Linked DNA regions of Sus scrofa: all the other regions are linked to region 1. Evidence: chromatin contacts called from public Hi-C data. All regions are on one chromosome and are shown on one strand. The core of a region is the stretch at or near the end of the contact, and the rest is flanking DNA. Distances in the headings are between cores, read along the strand shown.

Evidence for each region. A called contact is a pair of places that touch in the nucleus more often than the background predicts.
Region 2: a Hi-C map of skeletal muscle shows a contact between it and region 1, with 5 times the contacts expected there. A contact is called at or near these places in 3 of 47 Hi-C or Micro-C datasets (embryonic fibroblasts and skeletal muscle).
Region 3: a contact with region 1 is called in a Hi-C map of epiblast stem cells, with 2.8 times the contacts expected there. A contact is called at or near these places in 1 of 5 promoter capture datasets (liver) and 5 of 47 Hi-C or Micro-C datasets (embryonic fibroblasts, epiblast stem cells, liver and 1 more).

The regions. Positions count from the first base shown.
Region 1 is chr5:63,559,767-63,564,772 of Sscrofa11.1, reverse strand. PEX5 (peroxisomal biogenesis factor 5) reads left to right here and starts at 2,011. Exons shown (of 17, transcript XM_013988424.2): 1 at 2,011-2,260; 2 at 2,714-2,876; 3 at 3,191-3,226; 4 at 3,437-3,569; 5 at 3,772-3,903. The coding sequence starts at 2,730.
Region 2 is chr5:63,621,126-63,626,131 of Sscrofa11.1, reverse strand. It overlaps C1RL (complement C1r subcomponent-like protein), which reads right to left and starts at 2,734. Exons shown (of 7, transcript XM_021092409.1): 1 at 2,321-2,734.
Region 3 is chr5:63,598,972-63,603,977 of Sscrofa11.1, reverse strand. RBP5 (retinol binding protein 5, cellular) reads right to left here and starts at 2,796. Exons shown (of 4, transcript NM_001145223.1): 1 at 2,642-2,796; 2 at 2,173-2,351. The coding sequence starts at 2,714. All of the region lies in intron 1 of CLSTN3 (calsyntenin-3), which reads left to right.

The DNA of each region.
Region 1 (5,006 bases), core at 762-3,261:
GAAGGCATGGCCCAGACAAGACAGGCACTCTTGTCCTGGACACAACTGAGAGGGGCCCTCAAAGCTGCAGTAGAGGGAACAGCTGAGACTGGAAGACTGAAACAGCTACATCAACCATTTTCTTGCTTGGAAAATCCTTTCAGTGGAGTTTAATTTCATAGACAATGCTATGGCCTGACACTGGTGACCAGAAGGGGGGACTGTTGTAAAGACTGCCAGCTGCACACCAAACCTTAGTCAAGCCCATTGTGGGCATCCAGCTAAACTACATTTCCCAGCCTCCTCTGCTATTAAAGTGGCCAAATGGCTGAGCCAATGAAAGGTGAACATTACACCACATCAGCCTCCTGATTGGAGAATCTCTTCAATGGAGTTAAATTTCACAGTCAATGGCAAAGCCTGACCCTGAAACCAATATTTCCCCATTACTCATTTTCTCTAGTTACTTTTTTTTTTTTTTTTTTTTTTGTCTTTTTGCCTTTTCTAGGGCTGCTCCCGTGCTGTATGGAGGTTCCCAGGCTAGGAGTCTAATCAGAGCTTTAGCTGCCGGCCTACACCAGAGCCACAGCAACGCAGGATCTGAGCCGTGTCTGCAACCTACACCACAGCTCATGGCAACGCCAGATCCTTAACCCACTGAGCAAGGCCAGGGATTGAACCTGTAACCCCATGGTTCCTAGTCGGATTCCTTAACCACTGAGCCACAATGGGAACTCCTGCTATGAACATTCTTGCACCTGTGCACCTGCAAACACACATGTGTAAGAGTTTCCCTAGGTAAGAGTGATAGAGGTTTGGTCATCCAGGCAAGGGCTGGATCTGTGTACTGCAGGGGAAAAGGGGTAGTGGGGTCAGGTAAGGAAAAAGAGAAATTCTGCACAATCTTAGACTTTGTCATTCGGTTTTTTGAGGTATCACGGCAGCTTCTCTACCATCCGAGGGGTGAGTTTATACAGCCATGCTCCTCTGGAGTCTCCACCTTTGAAATCTGCAGCCAGCCAGGAAACAAGCCTGGCCCAGGGCGCCACCTGCTGACTACCTGCCTCTTCTCCTTCACCCTAGACTGGGATGTTACTTTTGTCCTTTTGGCACAAACCCGTTCTTGCTGCTCAAACAGCAGTCCTGAACACCTCCTGCTCTTCTTCTTGACGTCAGGACACCCTTGGACTTGAAGGCAGACGAGATTTCAGGGTTTCTTTCCCAGTGTCCTCGAGGTGTGACACTAGAGCCAATTCTGTGGCAGATGGTGGGGCCTGAAGCTTCTTCCATGATTAGAAATCATTTCTTGCATCATATTTATGCTTTCCTATTCTGGAGCAGTGACAATAAGGCCACCATGGTGACCTTGATCAGTGGTGAGGGAAGAAGCGGGGGAGAGGAGTGACTCACTGTGCATTTTCTCTGTAGGTTAGCAGCTTGAGGTCTCAGGATGCGTTGGACCCTATTTTAGTCAACGGAATTTGTCATCAACTAGCGCTATTTTCCCCAATACGCAGATGTGGCAGAGGGATTGGGGGCAGACCTCTGTCACCACGGAGACAGTGACGCTGTCCTGCTAGGGGCAATTTGGAGTGAGGCAGGGCTAGAAGGCTGGAGAAGGCCCCGGATTTGACCCCCACACTCCCATGTCAGGGCCCAATTCGCGGCCCAGAAAGGGAAGGAATCCCCTTGGGTCTCAATGCGCCCCCCCAGGGAAAAGGTGGAATGATCTGAGCCCAGAATCCACTTGCACGGCTTTCTCCCAAAGCTATGAAGGCCCTTCTTAGCTCCCTTCTTCTCTGAGCTTTCCATCAAACAAGTCCTAGAGTCCACCATCCTTCGGAGCGCTCCCAAAGTCGCCGCGCCAAGATTTCCCCTTTAAGCGGCTCTTCCCCTTTAAGGGCTACGGCTTCTCCCATTACGCGGGCGTAGCAGACCTAAGGCCCCGCCCCTCCAAACAGCTTCCGCCTGGGCCGCGACTGCCGCGCGGCGGTCACTGCCACTTTAAGCCTGAGCCCCGCCCCTAGCCCCCCGCCCCCTTCTCTCCCCTCCCCCTCCAGCCCGCACCTGGTACCTCGGCTGGTCCTGCGGCTCTGCGCGAGGTGGTGAGCGCTGGGCCCCGAGGGAACGCGCGGACACCTTCCTGGTCTTCCCCCGCCCTTGCGGTGCCCTCGCGGGTCGCGGAGGTGGAGCTTGAGCTACGACCCGGGCCGCGGAGACGGGGTACTCGGAGCGCGGGAGGAGTGGGCCGGGACCAGCCGAGCGGCGGGGAGGGCCTCAGGTGACTTAGTGGGAGGGAATGGCCCACAGCGGTGCTCGCGGGAAACTGAGGTTGGGGGGAATTGGGCTTACGGTCCCGCAGCTAGTCCCCTCTCCCTTTCCCGACTAATTCTCCCCTACAGCCCAGGTGCAGAATTGTCCCTGGGTTCCTTGGGGTCCAGGCTCCTTCCTTGGGGGTCTCAGGCGCCTGTCCCGCCGCCTGAGACTGCAGTTGTGGAGGTCACTGGAGAGGCCCAGGCGGAGAGCGGTGGCTTTTGAGGGGGGCGGCAGGAGGGTACCAGCCTCCTGACTCCTGGCAGAGGTGGGGGCCACAGCAAAAGTTAGAGGGGTGGAGAGTGGCCGGCAGTCAGCAACCTAGGACGGACATCTGCCCACCTCCCCCAGATCCGGGCTGAGTTGTGGATTGTGGAAGGGTCTGGCTCTGGGACCTCAGTTCCAAATTTCTGTCCTTCAGAGATTGGGCGGTCACCATGGCAATGCGGGAGCTGGTGGAGGCGGAATGCGGGGGTGCCAACCCGCTTATGAAGCTGGCAGGGCACTTCACCCAGGACAAGGCCCTTCGGCAGGAGGGGTTAAGGCCTGGCCCCTGGCCCCCCGGAGCCCCAGCCTCCGAGGCGGTGAGTGTTCTTCTGGTGGAAACCCTGAGTGATGACTTGGGATGGAGGGTCCCCATGCCCACTTTGGGATAACTGCTTTCTCTATAGTAATTGTAGTTATCAACTGATGAGTATTTCCTAAAGCTTATACTAAGTGTCTTTGTATAGATGAAGGCAGTTATTTTATAGATGAGGGAACTGAGACTGGGAGAAGTTTTGTGACTTGTCCAAGGTCACATAGGAGGAAGAGCTGCAACGTTAACCCAGGGTTAACTGGGTTGTGTGTGTGTCATCTTCACCACGGTTCCATATTGTCTCCCTTTCTTTTGCTCTAGGTCTCTAAGCCTTTGGGGGTAGCCTCTGAAGATGAGGTAAATAAACATACCAGTCTGTTCTGCTGCATTTTCTGTTTGCCTGTTGTATTTTTACTTTCAACTTGGTTTACCTGTATTTCCATCTGTGAACTTCCCTGATAAAGTGAGATTTGCCTTAACTCTTCTGCTTGTTTTGGTTTTAAGTCGTCTTTGAGCATTTCCAAATCTATAGTTTGTTTCCTTTTTCCTCTTTCTCTCTTCTGACAGTTGGTGGCCGAATTCCTCCAGGACCAGAATGCACCACTTGTATCCCGTGCCCCTCAGACCTTCAAGATGGATGACCTCCTGGCAGAGATGCAGGAGATTGAGCAGTCAAACTTCCGCCAGGCACCCCAGAGAGGTGTGTCCAAGTCTAGTGCTGAGGCGATCACCATTTTCTGTGCAGATAGGGACAAGGGATTCCATATTTGGGTGCTGCTGCTATTGGGGAACTGGGGTGCAGAACGAGACCAAAGGAACAGTGTTTTGATGTGCACTCAGGGTTCCTTAGGCATGATAGACTGATGTGTATTTTTCTTAATTAGCTCTCTCTCTCTTTCAAGCCCCTGGTGTGGCGGACTTGGCCTTGTCTGAGAACTGGGCCCAGGAGTTTCTTGCAGCTGGAGATGCTGTGGATGTAACTCAGGATTATAATGAGACTGACTGGTCCCAAGAATTCATCTCTGAAGTTACAGGTGAGGATTGTCATGGAAAATCTAAAATCATTCCTATGGTACAATCAAAATTCTACACTGTTACCCTAATTTATTTTAGGATGTAGAATAATTTCAAGCTGTTTATGAGTTTACTGGACTATTGGCTCTTTTCCTTAGGGCACTGAACCTGATTTCTCTTAGGTGGTAATATGAAATTGAAACATATTAAACAGAGGACTGAGTTTGAACTGGATAAGAGATTTTGAAGAGAGAGGTACATATGAAGAGAGAGAGAACATGAGGAGTTAAGTTTTCTTCTTCGTTATCTGGAACTGTATTACTGTAGTTTGGTGGAGAGGATCCACAGGGTGGATGGGTGACAGTGTTGCCCAGGAGGAGAAAACTGTTCAGCACTTCCTTTGGGATTCTGGCATCAAGTCATCTTGAACAGAGTTGGAGCCTTGGACGGTGGAATTGTGGCATTCAAAGGCCTGAAGGTTATACTTTTTTTTTTGTCTTTTTAGGGCCGTACCCGAGGCATATGGAGGTTCCCAGGCTAGGGGTCCAGTTGGAACTGTAGCTGCTGGCCTACACCACAGCAATGCCAGATCCTTAACCCACCAAGCTAGGCCAGGGATTGAACCTGCGTCCTCATGGATGCTAGTCGGGTTCATTAACCACTGAGCCATGCCGGCAACTCTGATTTCTTGATGATAGTAATAAAAACTATTAATAAGAGTTATTGTTTACTTACCATGTTCTAGGCTTTGTGGTGATGCTTTAAATGCATTGTCTGTTTAATCACTCTGAGAGGTAGTTACTCTTTTTATTCCTAGTGAACAGATGAACACTGAGGCTGACAGGTTAAGTAATTTGCTTAAGGAGACACAGCTTTGCAAGTGGGTGGAGCTGGGATTTGACTCTGGGTTTGAATGAGTCTGCAGATTTACCTCTTATGCTATACCACCATGCCTGCAATTTAAGCTCTTCAGAGTCCCAGCCTATTTTTCTGAAGAGGGAAGTCTATACTCACTGCACTCCTTAGGATTGATTCTTCTCCCCCTAAGCCTGGGGGCAAGGGCATTCCCTTCAGCCTTGCTCTTCCTGATTGTTCTCAAAGAGAAGCACTGTTAGCCTGTTTC
Region 2 (5,006 bases), core at 1,485-3,984, 61 kb before region 1:
CGAAACCCCTCCTTTCCCTGTCGCTCTCCTCCACCGCCTTCCTCCCTTCCTCCAGGCCTCTGTGCTCTGGCTTCCATCCTCCTCCTCCATCCAAGCTTTATCTCTGAGGGCTTCCTCTCCTCTAAGCGTCAGATTGCTCCGTCCTCCCGGGAGCCTCTCACTTGAGGAGGGAGCTTCCTATTGGGCTTGGGGATTTTTCTTGTCTTCTAAGTAACAGGGCACCATGGAGATGAAGTCCTCACACATGGTGGTCAGAGCATTCGTCTCTCCGCCGATCACCTCCAGTGGAGCGGTGGAGGAGGGCTATAGGTCACCAATTCCAAATCCCCTCCAGTTTGTTTGTTTGTTTTTATGGCCCCACCTGCAGCATATGGAAGTTCTCAGGCTAGGGGTCAAATTGGAGCTGCAGCTGCCGGCCTGCACCACAGCCACAGCAACGCCAGATCTGAGCTGCATCTTGCAACCTATGCAGTAGCTGGCAGCAACGCAGGATCCTTAACCCACTGAGCAAGCGAGGCCAGGGATCAAACCTGTATCCTCACAGAGACAACATCAGGTCCTTAACCCTCTGAGCCACAACGGGAACTCCCTCTCCAGTTTATTGAACTCAGGGATCTACTGCTTCCATTTCTTTCTTTTTCCAATCCTTCCCTCAGGCTGATTCCTTGTCTCCCCTCGGAGGTCACAGGGCAATGATTTCTCCTGTTAATTCAAATACTTGCAGGCTCTTAAGCTTTGAAAACTCGTTGGAAAAAAAATATCGAACAGAGCAATGGGATTTTACCTTTATGTTTGGAAGAGGGAGAAGAGAGTCCCAAAGGTATACTTCTGTATCGTCTCCCAAGTACCTATGCTTTTTGGAAATTGAAGAAGTTAATTTAAATATTGTTTTTAGGAGTTCCTGTCGTGGCTCAGTGGCTAATGAATCCGACTAGGAACCATGAGGTTGTGGGTTCGATCCCTGGCCTTGCTTAGTGGGTTAAGGATCCGGTGTTGCCGTGAGCTGTGGTGTAGGTCGCAGACATGGCTCGGATCTGGCGTTGCTGTGGCTGTGGTGTAGGCCAGCGGCCACAGCTCCGATTGGACCCCTAGCCTGGAAACCTCCATATGCCAAGAAAATGGCAAAAAGGTAATATATATATATATATATATATATATATATACACATATATAGTTTTCAAAGTAATAAATTTATCAATGGCCAACCAGAGTTGCAGCCTTTTACGGTTGATGGATGACATTGCGCTGATCAAATAGCAATCATCTCTGAGGTCTGACGGTCTTAAGATTCCTTTGTGCAAGTTACACTTCCAAAGATGATAGAAGTATAACATAGAACAGGATTATCTATTTTCACACCCATGAGATTGAATGTTCTTGAGTCACCCCTTTATCAGAATTGACTCTGTGAAGCAGAATCATGGCTGATTTTCTGCAGCTCCAGGATAAGAAGGATTACCCTGTCATCTTCTGGAGATTTATTTCAAGAGCATTTGTGGGGCTTGCTTTTTCAAACCAAGCACCGGCCTTTTATTACCGAGTATTTAGAGGGGGAAGAAAAAGGCTGGTCTAAGAAGCTTAACATGTACAAAAGAAATGAGACAGTTAAATGGATACAAAACATATTATGTTTTTCATCTTCAGTCGGGAGACACTTTCCTTCACTGCAGGGCGAGTGCACAGGCTTGGCCCCAGCAAGGCAACGGGACTGTGGCTGGGGAAGTCTCCTCAAGCAGGAGGAACAGAAAGTTCCTGGAAGTATAGTGGTTGTCAGCATGGATTTAAAAAGCAAATCTCCATTTGCTGTCTGGCTCAGGGGTAGCTGAAATACTGGAGATAGGTTTTACCCCAACTGAGGCTTGGTACATCTGAGACCTGGAAGCCCTCTCACCCACAGACACCCAGACTTAACTTGAAGGATGAGCTGTGGGGGTCATGCCAGCTGCCAATTTTTTTTTTTTTTTTTTTTTTTTAGCTTTTCTGTTTCAAAGACTCGATTTCCATTTCTTTCTCTTTTCTTTCTTTTTGGCTGCACCTGTTCCCAGGTCAGGGATTGAACCCACGCCATGGCGGCAATCCGAGCCACTGCAGCAACAATGCTGGATCCTTACCCCGCAGCCCCACTAGGAAACCCCTCTGTTTCCATTTCCTTATGGTCCCCGTCTTCCCCCAGCCTGTGGTTGTCTCTGTCACGGCCCTTCCTTTCCAGGCCTGGTGTTCTGGGGACAAGAGCGATGGCCATGACCAAGCGACAGGACCCGAACTCATGGAAATGAGGTGGTGGAGAAAGACTCTGTGAAGGAGAGTGGAATTCACCTACGTGGACCCCTCCGCAATTCCTGGTCCGGGCGGCTCCACCTTGCCTAGAGTTGGAAATCTGGAGATGCAGGGTCCGGGGTCCTGTCTTCTCCCTGGGTGTCAGAGCAGGTAAGCTGACTGTGGGCGGCTTGGCCCCCGGGAGGGAAGTCTGATGGCCCTTCCAAGGCCGGGTTGGGCCACTGGGTGCAAATTGCAGCAGCAGGAGGCGGCAGATGGAGCCCCAGAGGCAGAAGTGTTCTACTGCCACCTGCTGGTAAAAGTCAGGAACTGCCAGTGAACCAAAGGAGCTATGGCACGGCTTGGGGGATCAGCCCCTGGAGGAGGCGTGATGAACCAGCCACTGGATCATAATAAGGCTCAGGGGTCCTGTGTTGTGTTCTTTGCCTCTGTGACTATAGCCTCTCCATCATACACCCATCCAACCACTATCAGCCCTAACAGTACTGGTGACTAATTAATTTATTTTTACCCACCCTAATTTACTTTATTTGAAGAAATTGCTAGAGGCAATCACTGTGCCATCACTGTGCCATCTCCATGGGTGTCTAATGAGATTGTTAGGGACTCCCCCACCAGGGCGTACCTTCTCCCTGTCTTGCTAGCTTTGGTGAACTAATTTACCCAGTCTTCCAGAATACTTTTTTTTTTTTTTTTTTTTTTTTTTTTTTTTTTTTTTGTCTTTTTAGCTATTTCTTGGGCCGCTCCCGTGGCATATGGATGTTCCCAGGCTAGGGGGTCGAATCTGAGCTGTAGCCACCGGCCTACGCCAGAGCCACAGCAACGCGGGATCCGAGCCGCATCTGCAACCTACACCACAGCTCACGGCAACGCCGGATCCTTAACCCACTGAGCAAGGGCAGGGACCGAACCCGCAGCCTCATGGTTCCTAGTCGGATTCGTTAACCACTGCGCCACGACGGGAACTCCCCAGAATACTCTTTATCTTTTTTTTTTTTTTTGTCTTTTTAGGGCCAAACCCTTGGCATATGGAAGTTCCCAGTCTAGGGGTCCAATTGGAGCTGGCGCCACCGGCCTACGCTAGAGCCACAGCGACGCCAGATCTGAGCCACCTCTGTGACCTACACCACTCTCATGGCAATGCCGGATCCTTAACACACTGAGCAAGGCCAGGGATTGAACCTGAGTCCTCGTGGATGCTAGTCAGATTCGTTTCCACTGAGCCATGATGGGAACTCTGGGCTTTCAGTTTTAAAACTGGGAAAGTTTGGGTGAACCAGGACAGTTGGTCACTCTAAATGAACAGGGGTTGGTTACAGGGCTGAGTGGAGGCTGGGTAGGAGAGAGGGCAGGGAGCCAAGAGGGTGAAGAGGCAGTGACCACACCTGTAGCTGCAATCTGGAGCAGTCCAGGGCCAGGATGGGGTCCCCAAGGTGAATCTAACACCTTGACTGGAAGGGCCTGTCATGGTCCCACCGGGATAGTGCACCTGCCGTGAGTGTTGGGGTCGGGGCAGAGAGACTGCACGACTCGCAGGCCCTGTATGAAGCTGGTCATTGCAACCCCACTCGGGGCTGGGACAGCCATGCTCCCTCTCCCAGTTTCAGCACCACCTCCCTGTACTGGGGCCTCGTCTCCCACTGGCAGGGCGTAGGTAGCCTGGGCAGGAGAAGCAGAAGAGTTTCCCCAGAGGATTACAGATGGCACAGGGGCTCCTGGGCTGGGAGTGGGGAGTAGGGAGAATGAGGGGTTGAGGAACTGGGCTCTGGAGCCTTGGGGAGGGGGCAAGTTTGAGGGGCAGCTAACACACTTTTCATTCTTACTTCTTATCTTTTTATAGCCACACCTACGACATATGGAAGTTCCCAGGCAAGGGGGTGAATCAGAGCTGTCACTGCCCGGCTACACCACAGCCACAGCAACACCAGGTCCAAGCTGCCATCTATGACATGTGTTGAAGCTTGTGGCAATGCTGGATCCTTACCCGCCAAGCGAGGCTGGGGATCGTACTGGCATCCTCAGGACATTATGTTGGGTTCTTAACCCTCTAGCACACTTTTCTTTTCTTCTTTCTTTTACTGATTTATTTCTTGAAAAAATTTTTTTTGTTGGCATATAGTTGGCTTACAGTGTTTAATTGGTTTCAGGTATACAGCAAAGTGAATCAGTCATACATATAAATTTATCCATTCTTTTTCCATATAGGTTATTATAAACTATTGAGTAGATTTTCCTGTGCTATCCAGTAGATTCTCGTTAATCATTTATTTTATATGGAGTATGTATATATTATTCTCACCTCCCAATTCCTCACTCCCACAATGGTTTGACCTGTGGTAAACATTACATTGGTTTTGAAATCTGTGAGTTTGTTTCTGCTTTATAAATAAGTCTTTTGTATCATTTTTATTAGATTCCACCTGTAAGTGATATCACATGATATTTGTCTTTCTCTGTCTGACTTACTTCACTGAGTATGATCATCTCTAGGTCCATTCAATTCATGTTGCTGCAAATGGCATTATTTCATTCTTTTTTGTGGCTGAGTAATATTCCATTGTATATATACACACTTGTATGTATCTATGTCATATGTATATAATAATATATGTAATAATAATGCAGATGGCATTATTTTATTCTTTTTATGGCTGAATAATACTCCATTATATATATGTACATATTGTTTTATGGCTGAGTAATATTCCATTGTATATATGTGTGTATAT
Region 3 (5,006 bases), core at 1,547-4,046, 38 kb before region 1:
TCTCAAAGGCCTTTTCCCCTTTGCCCAATGCTCTCATCCAGGAGACCAGACTTTGAACTGGGTATGAGGAACAGAGAATTTGTCCTGACACTTCTGTTTGACCCGCAGACTTTGGGGAAGAAGAGAGACTGGTTGGGAGTCCCACCGGGGAATCTCTTTTCTCCTCTTTTTCAGTCTCATGAGAGTTGAGGTGTCCCTGAGAATGAAGGGTCGTTGCCCCTGTCCCCCCCAACCCTGCCCAAATCAGAGCTGGGTGGGTCTGGGCCTTCTGGTCAACATTATTAGGCTGAAAGCAGCGGATACTGCTGGTGAGGGAAAGAGCTGAGTTTTCAATGAAGTGAGGAGTTAATCAGATTGGAGATAATGGGCACTTTCTGGCAAGGAAAGGAACAGCATAGAGGTAAGAAAGAAGGACAGAGAGTTCCCTTCGAGGCACAGTGGTTAACGTATCCGACTAGGAACCATGAGGTTGTGGGTTCGATCCCTGGCCTTGCTCAGTCGGTTAAGGATCTGGCGTTGCTGTGAGCTGTGGTGTAGGTTGCAGATTCGGCTCGGATCCTGCGTTGCTGTGGCTCTGGCATAGGCCCGTAGTTACAGCTCTGCTTAGACCCCTAGCCTGGGAATCTCCATATGCCACGGGACTGGCCTTAGAAAAGGCAAAAAGACCAAAAAAAAAAAAAAAAAAAAAAAAAAAAAAAAAAAAAAAAAAAAAAAAGAAGAAGAAGCAGAAGAAGAAGAAGACAGAAGGACAGGTAGTTGTAAGGGCTGTAACCTGGTGCGTTCATGGGGAGACCCTTGGATGCTGTGTGGAGCATATGGACCTTACCTGGAATGTCAGAGATTGTCACAGCAAGAGTTTAAGTCAGGGGATGATATGGTCACTTTTACATTTTAGAGCCTTGTGGTGACAGTAGGCAGAGTGAATTAGAGGAGGGTCAAGACTAGGGACCAGTTTGGGGACCAGAGGAAAATGAGGACCTGAGTTGAGGTGATGATAGTGAGAAAGACCAGGAAGAAACCAATAAAAGCCACATACACGTGTGATGCTCAAGAGAAATAGAATGGGTCCTAGATGCAAGCCACACATATAATTTTAAAAATTTCCAATTGATGTTAGAAAAGTAAAGAGACAGGTGAAATTAATTTTAATAATATCTTTTATTCAAACTAAAACATCCCCCAAATTGTTATTTCTGCATGTAATCGATACAAAAATTCCTGCAACGTCTTATACGTTTTGGGGGATTGTCTTTAAAATCCCAGTATGTGTTTTATAGTGACAGCACATCTCAAGCTGGACCAGGTACATTTCAAAAGTTCAATATCTATGTATGGCTAGGAGCTACCATATTGGATAGCACAGAAACGTTATGAAGGTTGCACATATAAAGGTTATAAGGATGCACATGTGCATGCTTGTGTGAGCATGTGTGTGTGGGGAGCACAGAGGTAAGAGAATACAAGATAATGACTGTGACTTCTATGCTTTGGTCCTGCTGGTCATTGTGATTGACGGAAACAGTAACTATAAAAGCAGGAATAGATTCATGTAGGAAGATAACCCCTTTGGGTTTGACCTTGGGACATGCAGATGGAAACATTTTGCAGGCAGTTGAAACTTGACCCTGGGGCACAGGTGGTACCTCTGGCTGGAGAATCCATGCCCGGGGGAGATTATAGATGGTAACCGAACACATCTACATGGGTGTAGATGATTTAGCCCATGGATGCTACACAGGCAAGAGAAAGTCAAGAACAAAATACTGGGGGAAACTCCAGTTTACAGCATGAAGAGGGGAATTAGGGTCTGCGAAGGAACATGTAAGAAGCAGAAAGAGCTGCATGGGAGTGGAGGGATAGAAGCTGGGGGCAAAGATGCTGTGGGTCCACAGGGTCACAGGTGAGAGGGTGAGCACATGTTTGCTCTTGGCCTGAGGGTGGCCTGCCCTTTTTGTCCTTTTGGCTGGTGCTAAGAGGGGGCAGGAGAGAGGAGGAGGGAGGGAGTGGGCCTGGGTGAGTAACAGCAGGAGCCTGTTAGCCTAGGGATCCCACAGCCTGCTGTGTCATCACCCACTCACCCCCCCACCCCCCGCTGCTGGGAGAGGCTACTTTGTTCAGCCCCAGACGGTTAAGAGACCCCCCTGCTCCTCCCCACAAGCCTGAGCAAGTTACCTGGCACTTTCGTCCATCCACGATGCCTAGGTCCTCCTCAAACTCCACCCCCACCTCGAATTCCAGCACGTAGTTTCGGAAGGTGCTCAGGGTCTTCACGGTCATGTGGTTGCCCCGATGGTCGATCTCCTTGTCCGGCTTGAGCAGCAGCGCGATCTTGCGCAGAGCCAAGTTGATGTCTGTGGGGGCTGTCTCTTAGCAAGGGTCCTCTTGGCCAGCCGGCCAGGGGTGCCCCCCAACCCACGGCAGCAGCCTGGGGCTGGGAGCGGCCCCTCAGCTGGGTCTGGGGCTGTGCATTTACTCCCTCCAAGCAACGCCCCTGTCTAGAAAAGGGCCCCAAGTTCAGCTCCAGCACCTGAGCCTTTCCACGCTGTCCAACCTGCCTCCCCTGCACCTCAGTGGGACGGGAGGCTGGAGGGGAGAGGAGAGAAGGGGAGAGAAAGGGTTTGGGGAAGGGTGAGGCCATTACTCAGGGCTTGCAGGTAGTCCTCCAGGTTCTTCTGTGAGACAAAGCGGTAGTAGCCGGTGAGGTTGGGAGGCATCGTCCAGGCTGGCCAAGGTCAAGGCTTCAGGAGGGTGTAGGAGCCAGAGTGAGGAGGGAGGGAGTGTTGTCTGACAGGGGAGGCTGGGGGACGCCAGGCCAGCCTCCCAGCACACACAGAGGCAGCCCATGTAAAGGTCTGTGCTCCCGGGGTTTTTATAGACCTGGGGCCCTGTTGCAATAAGAGCTCCACCAGCTCCCCCTCCTCCACCAGCTCCCCCTCCTCCACCCCCGACGATGAGTGAGTGAGGCTCACGTCTGCAGCCCCGAGGGAGGGGCAGGGACTTGGCAAGGCTGTGCCTGACCTCGGCTTTTCCGGAGGAAGGAACCTGGACGAGGGTCTGAGGCTATGCGGCAGGCAGGACAGGAGCCTTTCTGAAGCTCCGTGTTGGCTTCCAGCCCATTTCTGGCAGGCTTGGGAACCTTCTCGAACCCCGAGGGGCAGCCTCATCTGGGAGGAAGCTGGTCTGGTTGTGTGGAGTAGGGACTCTTCCAGACTCACTCAGGGTTGAGTCCTAACAACGTCTTGAGATCCTGGGGCTGAGTCAGGGATCCTGAAAGGTGTGAGGGGGAGGAGGGGAGGGGAAGGAGAGAGGCAAGCCAGCTGGCCGGGAGCCCCAGTGGAGAAAATTCTAGAGTGCTGGCCCCCACAGCACCTTCTGCCGGCTTCGCTGAGCTGGGGCCCCAGTGCTGGCATTCCAGACTCTGTCCTGTAGAGAGAATGTCCTACATACTTCATTGGGAGGGAAGCAGAGAAACTGCAGAGGGAGCTGACCGCAGCCTGATGAGCTGCTGAGTTCAAAGTCTGGAGCAGAGGTGAGGGAGGAGTTGGTTTGGCTGTTCTGGAGAATTTTACAAACCCAGGGGTTTCCCTCCCCCTCTGGAGTCACTGCTGATGCCATGACCTGCCCCTGTCTGGGGCTCCTGGACCGCCCATGTACCAGAGGTAATTGCCATGGAGGGTGTGTGCCCCACCACCAACTCCCTTCCCCGCCACGCACACCTCTTCTCTGCCTCTCAAACCTACCGACGTCCTCAGCTTCAGAACCCACAGGGCTGGTTCTTCATGGTTTAAGGTGGGAAATTCAGGGAGAGGGAGGCAGAGAGTAGGCCATGGGAAAAATTCCACCTAGAGGTGAACTGCCCTGACAGGTGTGTGTGTTTGTGTGTGTGTGTGTGTGTGTTGGGGGTGGGTGGGGGATGAGCACAAACATCTCACATCTCCTCAAGTCCCAGACCTCTGTCCCCCTGTCTCTGACCTTGCTGACCACCCGGTGGCTTCCCCAGAGACCTGGGGTTGGCAGCTGAAATGCTAGCATCTCTGGGGGCTCAAGGCTGTGGGGTTTACTTCACTGTTCCCAGGAGGCACACATAGCAGGGATGGAATGGGCTGTGAAAAGAGGTTAGTGCAGAGTTGGGGGTGGTGGCTGTGGGGTGACGTGGATACTGTCCCTCCTCGCCTCCCTCGGGTCCCCGTTGACGTCTCCTCTCCCCACCCCCGGGGCTTCTGGCTTCTCGAGGCTCCCCATGTCCCTCTTTTTTTCCCCACCCCCTCTTCCTCCCCAGCCCCCGCAGTTCCCTGGCTCCCCCAAAATGCAGTCAGGGGAAAAAGCCCTAACACATCCTCCCGCCCCTGCTCCCCAGTCCCATTGGTTCCCTCCCCCCCTGCAGCACCTGGCCCCCCCAGTCGCCCCATTGGTCGGCGGCTCCATCAGTCCCGGCCCGGCGGTGCTGACGTCATCCTGCAGTAGCGGGGATGGGGTGGGAATGAGAGAGAGAGTGAGGACGCGGGGCTCCAGAGCGAAGGAGAAGCCACTGCAAGTCCCCCACCTCAGCCACCAAGGTTGGGGTCTGCCCGGGTCTGCTCTATGGACTAGAGCGGGCGTCAGGCTCCTCTCGATCTCGGCCCCACTGCTGGCGCTCTTGCCTTCCCTCCTCGGGCAGTCCCTGCAACCCTCCCCCAAGGTGGATAAGCGGGCTTGAGGCTCCCAGGGGAGAGCGATCGCGGGGGGGGCCCTGCCCTGCCCGCCCCGCACCATGACCCTCCTCCTGTTGTCCCTCGTGCTGGCCTCCCTGCTCCCCTCCAGCTCCTGTAACAAAGGTGAGTGAGGTGGGGTGGGGGCCCTGAAAGAGGGGGTATCCAAGAGGCCCATGTGAGGGTCAGGGTGGGCAGGAGCCAGGAAGGCTCCTCTGGCACCTGACAGGTGGTTCTTCAGACCATCCCCCTTCCCACCCATTTTTTCAGACCTGCCCTCTTCTCTTCTCCCTGGAACCCCCCTGCCACCTTCTCCTC